2 separate regions of the Sus scrofa genome follow, and region 2 is linked to region 1. Evidence: chromatin contacts called from public promoter capture Hi-C data. All regions are on one chromosome and are shown on one strand. Each heading gives the region's core, a stretch centred on a gene start, on an enhancer-like site or on the middle of the called end of the contact. The rest is flanking DNA. Distances are from core to core; before and after follow the strand shown. Region 1 holds the start of ORMDL3 (ORM1-like protein 3). Region 2 holds the start of PGAP3 (post-GPI attachment to proteins factor 3).

The links. Promoter capture Hi-C pulls out the DNA fragments that hold promoters and counts their contacts.
Region 2: a contact with region 1 is called in a promoter capture Hi-C map of liver, with 3 times the contacts expected there. The contact joins the promoter of PGAP3 here to the promoter of ORMDL3 in region 1. A contact is called at or near these places in 1 of 5 promoter capture datasets (liver), 1 of 47 Hi-C or Micro-C datasets (liver) and 1 of 2 datasets of contacts at active chromatin or transcription factors (alveolar macrophages).

Annotation. Positions count from the first base shown.
Region 1 is chr12:22,407,775-22,415,455 of Sscrofa11.1, reverse strand. It overlaps ORMDL3 (ORM1-like protein 3), which reads right to left and starts at 4,326. Exons shown (of 4, transcript XM_003131498.6): 1 at 4,177-4,326; 2 at 728-927. The coding sequence starts at 901. LRRC3C (leucine-rich repeat-containing protein 3C) reads left to right here and starts at 6,074. Exons shown (of 2, transcript XM_013979562.2): 1 at 6,074-6,586. The coding sequence starts at 6,393.
Region 2 is chr12:22,627,321-22,635,001 of Sscrofa11.1, reverse strand. PGAP3 (post-GPI attachment to proteins factor 3) reads right to left here and starts at 4,583. Exons shown (of 7, transcript XM_013979725.2): 1 at 4,251-4,583; 2 at 2,391-2,488. The coding sequence starts at 4,431.

The DNA of each region.
Region 1 (7,681 bases), core at 3,077-5,576:
TAAGGGGACCCACCAGGTAGAGGGCAGGCCTGGCATGAGGAGAACTCACGGGGAGGAGGCAGGCACACAACCAGCATGGCGGTGCCACCCCTCCAGCCCAGGGCCAGCCTCCCTGGGCCAGCTGGGAGGGGGCAGGCTGACAGGAAGGAACTGGTGCCCTGCTTGCCCACCAAGAGCACCAGGAAGCGAGCAGGCAGTGAGGGAGCAAAGAGGGGCAAGAGGGAAAGACGCTGTGAGATCCGAGCTTGGGAAAGGGGTACTTGTGCCCCGGGCTAGGCACCTGGGGCCTGCAGACTCTTTGGGGCTCTTAGTTCAGCTCTCAATGGCCCATCTTCCAGACCCACAAGCCACCCCATCCTCGAGGTGTGGACACATCTGCAGATCTTTTTTTTTTTTAGGGCCACACCTGTGGCAAATGGAGGTTCCCAGGCCAGGGGTCAAATCAGAGCTACGGCTGCCGGCCTACACCACAGCTCACGGCAATGCTGGATCCTTAACCCCCTGAGTGGGGCCAGGGATCGAACCTGCATCCTCATGGATACTAGTTGGGTTCATTACTGCTGAGCCACCACAGGAACTCCCAACATCTGAGTTCCAATAAGGGGGAGTGGGGCAGAGACAAGAAAGCTGGGTCTGGGGTCTAGTGATGGGTATGTTGTCACCCTGACATGTGGCCCCCGTCTGGGGGGCTCCTCCCCCTCCTTGGCACCCGAAGGCAGGCCCTCACCATGTTGTGGATGAGGTTGGTGAGGGTCCAGACAACGGGGACGCTCACAAAGGGGATGCTGAGCAGCACGACGTGCAGGAGCCCGATGGCCAGCACATAGGACAGCCAGATGCCGCGGCTGTTCATCACCCGCGTGTTGGGGTTCACCTCGCTGTGCGCCGTTCCCACATTCATCCTGCCGCCCCTCTCCTGCTGCTCTTCTGCGGCACAAGCGGCACAAGTGAGACAGGTCATACCACTTTCCCTGCCCCCTCATGCCCTCGGATCCTGCGGGGAGAGAGGCTCTACCCTCCCCACAAACTCTGAGCACGTCTACTGTTTTGATTCTCAAGCAAGTAGACGTAACTCTATTCAGGTCCCACTGCCGGGTTGAGATAAACACAGGCTGCTCCACACATCATCCAATCAGGACGGTGCCTTTCCAGGGACTGGGACTGCCTGGGTGGCCAGATCATCCGAAAGCATCCAGCCCCAGCGCGGGGAAGCCACTGCCCATCCCACAACCTCATCCTCCAGCGGGCCCTCTTCCCACAAAGCCCAAGGGACCAGAGAGGAGGCCTGTCCCCTGAGAATCACTCAGCATGTCCCCTGCTGGACCCATCTCGCCGCGGAGGGTCCAATGTGGGACACTGCCACCTCTGAGGCCCCCAGCCTCCCCATGAGCAGGAATCAAAGGAGGGGAGAGCAGGGAGTGATAGATGAAATATTTGGGGATCACGACTTCTGCCCATCTTCCCTAACGCTCCTATCCTGGGTCTCCCCCCGTCATGACCCAGCAGGACTGGTGGGTAGAAAGAAAGAGAAAAAGAGAAAACAGACTAGAGACAACCTTTGCCTAGACCTGGAAGCCGTCTTCTTGGTCATATGAAAACAACCCGTCCAGATGTTTTACCCATTTGGCAGCCACTCAGCTAACCCTCGTGATGACACCCACTTGGCTGCCACACCAGCAGGGCGCTTTTCTCCACCAGAGGAGACGCAAGGAGGGAGAACGCGGCCAATGGCTCCAGCTCCCACGGGTGGCTGGGGCCCACGTCAACACAGCTCTCCCAGGGACACAAAACCACACCTGTGGCCTCGCTCCTACCCCCTTTCCTCACTGCCCACCCGTCCTCGCCTTGGCCTCCTTGCCCAGCACCTGTTTCCAGGTGTGAGTTAGCACCATGCCTTCCCCTGCCCAGCTCCAAGGGCAGAAGCCCTGCAGCAGGAGGAATCAGGAGGGCTGCCCCTGATGCCCAGGAAACAATGCAGCCCAGCTGCATTCCTGGATGCAGGTAAGAAGGGGAACGAGCAGCCCCTTGTCCAGAGCTCAGCTGTCCCCGGATCCCTGTGACCAGCAGGAGGTTTGAACAGGTGGCACGTTTGTACTGGCTCACCTCCCTAGCTGAGGGAAGATCCTACCTGATAAAGACCCTAAGGTCACTGCCATGGTAACAGCCTCATCTTTCCTGGGGATACAGATGGGGGGATCCTGGAAGCACCCAGAAGGCCACCCCCCTCACCCTGCTGCAACCAACAGACCCACCCGCAGGCTCAGCTGCCCTCAATCTCTGGCTGGGATCAAAGAGCCTGCATGGGAGCTGGAATTCTCAAGGATCGGTTCCCTACTTCCGGGATAATGGGAACGATGTTCTCTTCTTAGGCGGCTCCAAACTTAGAGACCCCAGGGGAAACATGACCCACAACACACCTTGCCAGCATACAAACAGACAAACGACAGCTAGGACACACCCTAGCAGCAGTGATGCTCCTGCGGCCCATCAGCTCAACCCATTAAGCTGGATAATTGGGCCTCACAGAAACCCAAGGAACTAGAAAACCAGGACTGGCTCGGTTGTTTACCTCCCCAGGGCTTAGGGCTTCAGTTACCCTAACACAGCTCTTGGGACACCTACCATGCAAATGCTTCCACCAGGTGGAATGTTGGGGGGGGGAAGAGGGGGAAACTCGCTAAGAAGTAAGGGCTCTGAGGACTTAACTACTGACTAAGGAGAGAGAAAGAGTTCCCTGAGTCTGACCAGAAACCGCTGCCCTCCCCCACTTCTCCCTAACCTTGACCTACAAGGCTGTTAAAGTAGCGAGCAAGACCTCTAGCCCTCCCTGGTATTTTGCCCAGGAGCGCCAAGAGCCTTGCTGAGTCCCAGATCATCCCATACTCCTTCCTGGCTGTAACAGGGCATCCAACAAAGCCTGATGACTCTAGGAAGGACTCAGACCTATGACTTAACCGATTCCCAGGGAAGCTTCTTTCTGCAGCCTGAAACACTAGATGCCCTGAAAGCAGAATACCCCAGGAGACGCCCCCCCCCACCCCCAACAGACAGATGAGGTCAATAAACTAAGAAAATGACAGGCAGCAAGAAGCACTCTTGAGGCTTCTGTGTGACTAAGGCTACATATCACTTCCATTAGTGAAATAACCAACTTCCCCCAGCCCAGACGGGAGAAGTGGGGAGAAGCTGGCAAAGACAGAAAAGTGTACATACAGCAGCTGAGGCTGAAAAGTTCTACTGCCATAGCTGGCAGGTGGCTGTTCGCGTCAGTCCCTGATGTGGTTTCATAACCTGCCTCAAACCAGAGCCTGCAGCAACTCTGTTCTGTTAACCACTTTCTCGCTGGTAGTTCTTTCCTACTCCTTCCCTCTCTTCCCCTCTTGCTCTGAACACAAATATCCCTGCCCAGCCTGTCAGACACCTAAGCCAAGGCCACAGTGCCAGCAGCCAGGTGAGCACTTTCGAGTCTCTCCCCCAAGTCAGGGCAGCAAATCTTTCTCTGGGTGAGGAGCACAAAGCATCCAAGCCTGCAACCTGGACCCCAGCGGGGAGTCCCTGGCAGCACGCCAGAATGCCATTCTCATTCTGCCCACCCCCTAACCCGGAGGGCTACCGTCGCTCGCTTACCTCTCAGCTCTGGCCCTGCCTCCGGGACTCTGGGGGGCAGTGGGAACGGAAAGATGTCGAGTACAGCAGCGAACCCCTAACTAGCAAGGGGAGAGGGCGAAGCGAGGAGGCGGAGTCCTTACTATTGTTGGGGTTTTTCTGAGTGAGACTGCAAGCCGAAATGGGGGGCCTCCGCTCCGTTCCCCAGCCTGGGACCTCTCACTCGGAGCCTGGCCCGGCCTGGAGCCCCACCCCCCGCGTTCACCCAGCCCTGGAAGCTGCCAAACCTTTATCCCCAAAGCCCAGCTGCTCCCCGCCCCCCACCCCCAGCCCGAGCGCTCCTCCTCGACGCTCCATCCCCGGCCTCCAGTCCCCACTTGCCCTTTTCCCCATCCCTTCGAGTGATGCACCCTTCTCGGCTGATGCACCCCCTCAACCTCCGCTCAGCCAGTCCGGGACCCCTCCAGTCCCAGACGCCTCCTTAACAGCCCCCACCTTCTTTCCCGTCCCGCCTGCTAGCCCCCGGAGGCTCCCGGTTAAGCCACTTGGAGGCCGCTCCTCCGGACTCACCGTGCGGGGCCGGACGTCGAGGGCCCGGGAGGGGTGCCCGGGGGCGGGGGCCGCTGCTGCTCCAGCAGCTGTAATAACCCGCGGCGGCAGCCACCCCGCTGGCAGCTCGGGCCGAATCAGCGCCCGGCGCCGGCCCCCATTACGTCACCGCTCAGCGCCTGCCCGCCCGACGCCTCCTGGGAGTTGTAGTTTTTCTCCCCTGCTCCAGCCCAGGCCGCTGGGGCCGCACGGAGGTTTTTAATAGTACGTGCGCGTCACAAAGTTCAGATGGTATCGCCTTGGCGCATAACAATTCCTGCCTTGGCATCCGCGCTCCTGTGGAAATCACTCTTGCCGGGTTTTGCAGATGAAGAAACTTGGAGTTTTAAGTAACTTGCCATAGGTCCCTGCTCGCCCCCAAGCTGGACCCGAACCCAGAAATTCTGACCCCAAGTCAGATATTTTCAATTCCACCTCTCTGCCTCTGCCCTGGCCCTCCGTCAAACGACTAGCCTAGCTGTTTGCCTTGCTGGGCCCTCCTGGAAGCGGGTTTTTTCACGATGTTTTTTAGGATAAGAGTCTGGCGGGTAGAGAACGCAGTCTGTGGGCAGACTGTCTCCTGCTCAGTTGCCTCTGACCCGGGCTGGCCTGGGACCGGCCACATCCTGGGCTTCACCACATTAGATGTGGGAAGAGGACATGTGACTTGGGAAGACTCCCTGCTGAATAACTACAACCCTGAGTCCCAGTCCCAAGTCAGCTGTGTGGTTTGGGGTGGGAGGGTCTCTAGTCTGTAGTTTTCACATCTGCAGGCTCTAAAGGCTAAAGCACAGGTTTCTCCTGGCACAGATTTACCAGGTAGACTTATCAGGCACTCCTCACCACCTGCATAACCCTAGGCCAATAACATCTCTTAATCTCTGATTCCACACCTGTGTAAACCTACCTCTGAGGTTGTGCAAATTCAAAAGAATGTATCTCAACAGAGTTCCTGTTGTGGCTCAGCGGCAACAAACCCAACTAGTATCCACGAGGACATGGGTTCGATCCCTGGCCTCGCTCAGTGGGTTAAGGATCCGGCATTGTGGTGAGCTGTGGTGTAGGCCGCAGACACGGCTTGGATCCCACGTTGCTGTGGTTCTGATGTAGGCCGGGCGGCTACGGCTCCTATTATACCCTGAGCCTGGGAACCTCCATATGCCCAGGGAGTGGCCCTAGAAAAGACCAAAAAAAAAAAAAAAAAAAGTCTTTCCCCCCTCCCCGAAGTGAGCCTGCTTAACTCCTTCACCTTTTCTCTGGGATTCTTCCAGCCTCTCTGAAGTTGATCAGGGCTCTGCTCTTTGCCAGTTTCCTTACTCTCTGTGAAGTTCAGTAACCCAGACTGGATCCACCTCACAAACAAGGGCCGACAAACACATAGTCTAACAGAAAGATTGCTGGATGTGCTGTGCGCTATTAACAGCTTTTGTTATCAGGTCAGTTTTTTTTGTTTGTTTGTTTGTTTGTTTGTTTTTTCACAATGGGAATGAACAGAGTAAATGACTCACACACTACATTCATGGTAAATAGTGGATCACTTTCTGCTTAATTTAGCCTGAGTCTCTGTCATCATCTTTCTTCTCTAGCTCTCTGCCCTCATAATTACTACATCTTCACCAAACATCCTTCAGCCTTTTTTTTTTTTTTTTTTTTTTTGGTCTTTTTAGGGCCACACCCAAGGCACATAGAGGTTCCCAGGCTAGGGGTCGAATCAGAGCTGTAGCCACCGGCCTATGCCACAGCCACAGCAACAGAGGATCCGAGCTGCGTCTGTGATCTACACCATAGCTCATGGCAACGCTGGATCCTTAACCCACTGATCGAGGCCAGGGATCGAATCCTAGTCCTCATGGGTGCCAGTTGGATTTGTTACTGCTGAGCCACAGTGGGAACTCCCCAGGCGCTTGTTAAGTGCTTCACTGCCTTGTTAGTTAATTTCCACAAGCACAGGAAGTAGGTACTGCTCCTATTCTCCTATGGGGAGGAAACAGATTTAGAGGTTTAGGGACTTATTCAAGGTCATTTGGTAAGAAGGTGGCAGAGTGGGTTCCGACCACAATGACTCCTGGTGAGAAGGGTATTGTCTGGGGAGCCACAGCTGGAAGACGTCCTCAGAAGGGGCGGCGATCACGGAGGGGAGCCCAGGACAGGGCGCCCCAGGCAGGGTTTCCGAGAGGTCTTGGGTCAGCCTCAGTGTGATGTTTACCCTTCTCTTTCTAGACCATAAGGCTCCGTTCCGAGTTACAGACAACGTGGATTCAAAGGGAGGTTTGACAGTGAAATTACCTGAAAACATGATGTTTGAAGTGGCCACCTACAGGTCCAGGAAGCACAGCGTCGAGGTCTTGGGGACCCGGATACCCAGGCAACTCCTGGCTGCCCTTGAGAACACGTGAGGCTGGATGTGGGCAGCAGTGGGGAAGGAGGGAAGGAGAAGCCCATTTGAGGCCCCAAGGGCATCTGAGGTGGGGGGACCCCGGCTGGTGCAGCCTCTTGCTCCCTACACCCAGCACTTCCCCAGCCCATTCCTTTCACCCAAGCATGTCCTCCTCGCTCCAACTCGGGCCTCTTTTTGAAGCTTTTGTTTGTTTGTTTGTTTTGTTTTGTTTTTAGGGCAGCACCTGTGGCATATAGAGGTTCCCAAGCTAGGGGTTGAATTGGAGCTATAGCCGCCAGCCTACCCCACAGCCACAGCAACTCCGGGTCTGAGCTGCATCTGCAACCTACACCACAGCTCACAGCAGCACTGGATCCTTAACCCACTGAGCAAGGCCAGGGATTGAACCCCCATCCTCATGGATGCTAGTCGGGTTTATTAACCACTGAGCCACGATGGGAACTCCAAACATCCTTCAGCCTTGAATTGGCCTAAGAATTGTTCAGAATGAGTAGGTACTCACTGACAGTGCTCTTATGTGGTGTGGGGACTGCATAACCCCTTGGACAAACAACTGTAACTGTGTGCCAAGAGGCTGAAAAATCGTTCAGGCCTCAGAGCCGTGATTACATTTCTGGTAGCATGTTCTGAGGAAGTACAGCCTATATATTGAGGGTGACGTTCCAACATCATTTATAGCAATGGAAACCCGAAAGCCACCTAAATACCCCAGAAAAAAACATTACAGTACTATCCATTGGATGGCAAAATGGGAAGCCACATAGTAAATGATTATGAGTACCATGCGGCAGTATGGGAAAATGTTTTCTAGGTTATATGAAAAGATCAGGGAGTTCCCATCGTGGCGCAGTGGTTAATGAATCCGACTAGGAACCATGAGGTTGCGGGTTCAATCCCTGGCCTTGCTCAGTGGGTTAAGGATCCGGCGTTGCCATGAGCTGTGGTGTTGGTTGCAGATGCCGCTCAGATCCCGAGTTGCTGTGGCTCTGGCGTAGGCCGGTGGCTACAGCTCCGATTGGACCCCTAGCCTGGGAACCTCCATATGCCGCGGGAGTGGCCCAAGATATGGCAAAAAGACAAAAAAAAAAA
Region 2 (7,681 bases), core at 3,334-5,833, 220 kb before region 1:
GCGGAAGATGAGTGAGCGCAACTGTTTCCCTCAGGTTTCAGTGGTGGCGCTGATGCGCTCTGAACCCTCCAGGGGTGGTCTTTGAAAGGACCTGTGGTCCCAGCATACTCCGTATCCCGCATCTCCTTTCTGTGTTTTTGTTTTTGGCCACATTCGCACCATGTAGAAGTTCAGGGCCAGAGGTCGAACCTGCACGACAGGTGTGACCTGCGCCACAGCTGTGGTGACACCAGGTCCTTAACCCACTGCGCCACAGGGGAACCTCCTCCCTCCTGTGTTTGTAAATCTCCCTGCTGGGAGGGGGGGCGGGGTTAGCGGCTTCCTGCTTCACAAGAACCGGTGTTTCCTTCCTCTCTCCCTCCTTCCCAAACAGCCTGACCTAGGACTTTGTTAGAAAGGGAAGGCCTGACTCTGCACCTCCCCCCTTCTCCCCCAGGCTTGACCACCCCATAGCCACAACTTTAGTCCTGGAAAACAGAGGGGAAGCCAGGTGGGTGAGAATGGGGATCTAAGAGTTCCTCCTTCCTGGGGGAGGGTGCACACCAGGAATCCTGCCAGGTTACCTACCCAAGCAAAGGCCACGCAGGTGGGGTACATGGGGGAAGAGGCTGGCACGGAGGCGCGGTAGCGACAGAGCATCACCAGGCTGGCCAGACCATTGAGGAAAGAGGCCACAGCAGAAGCTGGCTCTTGGAAGCACAGGAACCGGGAGAAGGGCCACTGAAAAAGGAGGACACAGCAGGGGCCTGAGGGGCAAGCACCGTCTGGCTGGCCCAACCTACCTCTTCTTGACCTGTGGCATCACCAGGTCCCCAGCTGGTTCCTCAGCTCGGACCCCGGCCAAAGCCGCAGGTGCAGCCCCTCTTCAGGTCAACGAGCTCCCCTCCAGTTCCTGGCCAAGGGTCATCCCTCTATCCTGGCCAGCACACACAGTGCTGGAAAGACCGGGTGGGCCAGTGTAGACCTGCCATCCAGAAGACAGGCCTTACAATCTCTCCTTTACCACTGACCACAGCCTCCGAGCCTCAGCTTACTCTGTGACAAACTGGGGAGAATAATTCTTGCCAACCTCGACGGTCTAGAACAAGATCGTATGGTCAAAAGGCATCAGCAGAGTTCCCGTTGCGGTTTAGAGGTAACAAACCCGACTAGTATCCATGAAGACATGGGTTCGATCCCTGGCCTTGTTCAGTGGGTTAATGATCTGGCATTGCTGTGATTTATTTGACCCCTAACCTGGGAATTTTCATATGCCACAGGTGCATCCCTGAAAAGCAGAAAGGAAAAAAAAAAAAAAAAAGAAACGGAAAAAAGATATTAACAAGCTGTGCCTTGCAGGGCAATCTAAAGGGATACTACTATTATTTTTTTGGCCACATGCCACAGCAGTGACCTAAGCCACAGTAGTGACAACGTTGGATCCTTAAGCTGCTGGACCACCAGGAAACTCCCTGAAAGGGTATTATTATTATTATTATTATTTGGGCTTTTTGTCTTTTTAGGGCTGCACCCACGGCATATGGAGGTTCCCAGGCTAAGGGGTCCAATCGGAGCTATAGCCGCTGGCCTATGTCACAGACAGAGCAATATGGGATCCAAGCCATGTCTGTGACCTACACCGCAGCTCATGGCAATGCCTGATCCTTAACCCGCTGAGTGAGGCCAGGGATCAAACCCGCGTCCTCATGGATGCTAGTCGGGTTGCTAACCACTGAGCCACAACGGGGACTCTGGATATTATTATTTTAATCCAGTCTGCTACTGAGTAAGCAACAGAGAGTGTGCCGTGGAGACAGTTGTGTGTGTCAGGGAATTTATCCTTGTAGCGAGGTGGGTATCTCAAACATCCTAAGAAGCCAGCACCACTCACTGAGGAGACTCCAAAGCCTCCCAGATCTTGTTACCCCAAATCCAGAGGCAGGACACATTGGTCCCATCTGATGACATGAAAACCAGCATATTTTATTTTTATTTTTTGGGGTCTTTTTGCCTTTTCTAGGGCCGCTCCCGTGGCACATGGAGGCTCCCAGGCTAGGGGTCTAATTAGGGGTTAGGGTTAGGGTTAGGGTTAGGGTTAGGGTTAGGGCCAGAGCCACGGCAATGCCAGATCCAAGCTGCATCTGTGACCTACACCACAGCTCACGGCAACGCCAGATCCTCAACCCAGTGAGTGAGACCAGGGATTGAACCTGCAACCTCCTGGTTCCTAGTCGGATTCGTTAACCACTGAGCCACGACGGGAGCTCTGAAAACCAGCATATTTTGAGGAGAGCAGGTACCTGCCCCACACACTCATCACCCCCACACCTTGGCCTTCTTAGTGTGGTCCAACTGGAGGCATCTTACTCCCAGCACACTCCCACCATATACCAAGTGACCCTGTAACTCACCTTGCCATGGAACTGAGGCACTTTGTGACCTTCCTGGAGGTAGAGGCCAACGGTGACCCACATACACTCATACTTACAGTCGTCCCGACAAGTCCAGCCTGAAACAGATAAAAGTACCTAGTGAACTACCCCACCATGGGGAGGCGCAGAAAGAGCTGGAATGGGGCCCAAGATGAAACACAGGCAAGAGGTTCTGCAGGTTGGAGAGAAGTCTGAAGATTCTAGCTGCCTGCTTGGAATGGATGAGAGATGGTGTAACACACACATAAGAGAAAGATTTGTGTGTGTGCCTGTGTTTTAGGAGCGGGAATGGACGGTGAGCAAATAGAGATGTTTCTTCTCTTTGCCTTTCACCCAAGATGGAGATTTTGGCATCAGATGGACTCATCTGTGAACACCTTCGTTTATTCTTGTCCTTCCTTTTTTTTTTTTTTTTTTTTTTTTTTTTTGCTTTTTTATGGCAGCACCTGCAGCATATGGAAGTTCCCAGGGTAGGATCTGAATCTAAGCTGCAGCTGCCAGCCTACACCACAGCCACAGCAATGCCAGATCCAAGCCCAGTCTGCAACCTACACCACAGCTCATGGCAATACCAGATCCTTAACCCACTGAGCATGGCCAGGGATTGAACACGCATCCTCATGGATACTAGTTAGAGTCTTAACCTGCTGAGTCACGGTGGGAACTCCAGGTTTACATTTGTCCTTCCTGAACATAAGATTTGCTCTCATTCACCAGGGAGGAACCCTTGCCATCTTATGCCCTACCTATGAAATAAAGCCCAAATTCTTCAGTCTGACTTTTGAAGCCCCATGTTGCCTTTCTAACTTTATTTCCCACTGCTCCTTTTCATGCACCTTGCTCCCTGAGTAAACCAAGCTGCTGGATGTGCCCATATCTGCCCAGGGCCTCCACTCTCTGTTTCCTCTGTCTGGCATGCAAAGCGGATAGTAAAGAGAACACACTTGTAGTCAAACAAGCCAGAACAGAAAACTCTGCTTTACCACTTACTAGCTGTGTGACTTTGGGCGGGGCACTAAACCTCTCTGAGTCTCCCATCTATAAAAATCAGGTTAAGAGAATCGACCTCAAAGGTTTGTTGTGAAAATTAACTGAATAAGTGCCCACTATGGCCACAGATCTAAATTTAATGTATCCATCTGGAAGCCCTTCCTTTACAGAATGTTCCAAAACAATCACTGCCCCCACATTTTCAAAGCCAGAAATGATTCCTCCCTCCCCTACATGCTCCTACTGCTTAATCGCTTAGGGCTCAAATCGTCCTCTGCAGGAATTACCATCCTGGCTCACTACTCATCCAGACTAGTATCCATGAGGACGTGGGTTAGATCCCTGCCTCGCTCAGTGTGTTAAGAATCCTGCTGTGATGAGCTGTGATGTAGACTGCAAACACTGTTCAGATCCGGCATTGCCGTGGCTGTGGTATAGGCCGGCAGCTGCAGCTCCAAGTCAACCCTAGCCTGGTAATTTCCAAATGCTGCAAGTGCGTCCCTAAAAATAAATAAATAAATAAATAAATAAAAATAAATTGTCCTCTTCCTTGTATTTGAGAAGGCTGAAGTCCCAGGTAGGGACTCAAAGTCCCTAAGGGCTGGACCCTGGTCTGATTTCAGTGTCATTCCAGGGATTTGTACCCAGGAGGTGGTAAATGCCCATTTGACTAAGTAAGAAAAAGTAAATGAAGCTCCTGGCTGATGAGGATCACCAGAGCTTCCACTCATCTTATGTTCATAATGGATTCAGGGGAGGAACGAAAACACACACTGCAGGGGTAGCAACTGGGGGCGAAGGGGCGGGGCCAAGATAAATGGGCGGGGTCTACCGCGGGGTGGGGCTTACCTGCTAGACTCATGTAGATTGGCTGGTGGGAGCGGAAGTGCTTCAGTGCGCCCCCGGAGCAGTTCCGCTCCTCGCACTGGAGCAAGCAGTCACGGTACACCGGCTCTCGGTCGCCCTGTGAACCGCTTGCTAGTGCGGCTGCTCCGGCTAGCAGCAGCAGCCGCGCCGTCCGCCAGGCCATCCCTTCACCCTGGCCCTCCGCCGGCGGAGGAACTTAAGTTCTCTCACTTCCGGGATAGCCGGAAGTGCCTTGTGTTCTTTCGCAAACTCTCCGCTGACGTCCACCCTAGTTTAAATAAAAGTTCCCGGATTTTTCTGGGCGCCTGCCCCGCCTCCTGTCTTATTCTTATCTGCATAAAACGTGCGAAAGGGTTAGGGAAGGGAGACGCCAGGTGAGTTAAGAAGCAAAATAAAGTTGTATTTTATCAACATCCGTGTTCTTTTTTCTCCGGGGTCTCTTAATTTGAACTGGGGCTGTTTTTCGGTTCCCAGCCTTATCGGATTTCCACTTCCTAATGTACCTGAAACTGTCCACTTTTCTCCTTCTCCACTGTCACCACCACCCTGTTTAAAGTCATCAGGGAGTTCCCATCGTGGCGCAGTGGTTAATGAATCCGACTAGGAACCATGAGGTTGCGGGTTCGATCCCTGCCCTTGCTCAGTGGGTTAACGATCCGGTGTTCCCGTGAGCTGTGGTGTAGGTTGCAGACGCGGCTCGGATCCCGCGTTGCTGTGGCTCTAGCATAGGCCGGTGGCTACGGCTCCGATTCGACCCCTAGCCTGGGAACCTCCATATGCCGCGGGAGCGGCCCAAGAAATAGCAAAAAGACAAAAATAAAAAAATAAATAAAAATAAAAAAATAAAGTCATCAGCATCTGTCACCGAGGCAGCTGTAGTAGCTTTTTAACACATCTCCCTGCCTCTACTTAAACCCCCTCCAGCCCATGCTCCAATTTCAAAAATTCAATTTTGATCATTTCACTTTTTCCTTCTTAAAATTCTTTCCAGGCTCTCACTTACCTCAGGATAAAATCGTAACTCCACAAGCCCTGCAGGATCTGGCTCCTGCCTACTGGTCTCCCTCACTACTCTGCCTCTGACCCACTTCAAGGGGCCATGTCTCTCAAGCTCCCTAGCTTTACCCCGTCTGTATCACTCTTAATCCCACTCCTGCTGATTTTTCTAGTCTCAAAATAAAGACTACTTCTGAGGGTGATAACACCTGGAAGGTGATATACAGTGGTCTGTTTTCCCTGGCAGAGTGAGGACCTCTGCTGTCTTGTTTTACTACTCTACTACCAGTACTAGTAGAGAATTTGGCTCAGGGTAGGCGCTCGCTAAGAACGCGGTTTTTTTGTTTGTTTTTAAGTGAATGAATAACGTAATTCGGCGTAAGAATTTGTGTGCCAAACCAAGGCTGTCAAATCACCAGAGTGATTCAGATGACGTTGAGGTAGGAGAGGGAGGTGTAGTATTTCAAGGAATATTAAGAGGAGGATCTTTGGGAATAGGAGGACGTTTGCTTTAGTATCACCCCTCCTCCCCACTCTATCCCCAGCACAAGCACACAACCCGTCTGATTGAAGCACCGACGCCTTATAGCTAGATGCATAATTAGTGTGGGTGCAGATTAATGACTGCCTTTCCTCCTGTCCACTCTCTCCACCCCTGGCCAACTTTTTCTTTTTATCTTGGGAGATGGAATGAACCGAAAGTAAAATTGGATTCTATTCATTCACACCGTTCAGCAAACGTTTCCTGAGCCTTAGGCCCTTCGCACCAAGGTAGGCAAAGCACATCTCCGGGAGGCACCATTCATATTGTATGTTCTGTGAATGGCACTCAGGGGTGCCCCATTCACATTACTTTTTCTGTGAATGGTGCCTTTTCCAGTTAAATATAACATGAATAGTGTCCCAGGGAGTTGAGCACCCAGTTGCTATAGATTGGGAAGCTGAAATGAGCAAAACAACCTCAGCCCTCCCTCCAGGAGCTGACCTGAAAAAAATTGAGTGCTAATACTACTTTGCATCTGATAGGGCAGTTCTTTTTTTTCCTTTTTCTTAAAATTTTTTTTTTTTAAATTGAAAGTATAGTTGATTTACAATGTTGTGTGATAGATCCATTTTTAAAAATAATACATTATTTTGTTTTGTCCTTACTGTAATTCTTGGATGAATCCTTTTTGAGGATCCCTATTTAAAGATGAGGAAATTTAAAATTCAAGAGGATAAAAATACTGACAAAGCAGGGATTCTCCCTTCAAGAGAACTCTGAGGTAGAAACAGGGCTTTTTTAGAACTTTAAAGTTTCCAATTTTGGAAGCCTCCTCTACATTATGTGAAACATACTAAGATGTGGCAATGACCACATTCAATAAAATTTATAAATAACTATATATAGTTGAATTGAGTTGCTGTAAATTGTACCCGGTAAACTGCTACAAATTGTTACATTTGTACACAATTAATAAAATATTTTTGTAGTTTTCTTATCATATTTTGGAGCCAACATTGAACAGTCATTCAGGTCTCAAACATTTCACAGGTTCTTGAAAACCCATGGCTACCCACCTGATGGAGAAAACAATCCTAGGTTAAAGGTAGAGAGGGCAGTGGAGACAGACATCTGTCATGCTGTCCTGGTGGGAGATGAAGTGCTGTTTCTCTGGGACATCTTGTGAGAGTTCTTCCTGCCAGAACAACCCTACACAATTACCAGGCTTCTCCATCTCCCCTCTTTTCAGCCCAGAGACCCTCCCCCTTCCTTCCCCCTGGAGCCCCCTCAGCTTAATCTGCTTCTTAACTTGCCTTTGGTTTCTCAGGTGAGGAATGGCCTGCAAAGTCATTGATTCATTCCATCAACTCAGGTGTCAGTCATTCCACTAGGGAAAAAAAAAAAAAAAGGATGAAGCAAAAATCATTCCCAGTCCAGGGAGGAGAGAGACAAAGCAAGCATTATGTGTACTGAAGGATCATAGGCGAACTGACCCTATTCTTAGAAGAACAAAAATTGGGGGATGATCTACAAGGAGGAGTCCTAGGTCATCCAATATTTATGGCAGTTTACCGCGTACAAGTCTCTGGGAACAGTGGTGAACAAGGCACCATCCTTCTCATGGTCAGAGAAAGGAGACAGGCAATTAATGAGTATCAAACACAAGTCTAGGACAATTTCACTGCTCATGTAAGAGCACATTGGTATGACCACTAGGTAGGGTAACTTAGCACTCTAAGACTGTAAAAGAAGACCCTTTAATCCAGTAATTTACATAGACCCTCTAACCAACAATTTCTCTCCTAGGTATACCTACAGGATTTCTAGGTATACCTACGGAAGTGCAAAATGGGTAAGTACAAAGCTATGTATAGAAGTATTGGTCATTATGGTCAATAGCGAAGGAAAGAAAGAAAGAAAAGAAAGGGACTAA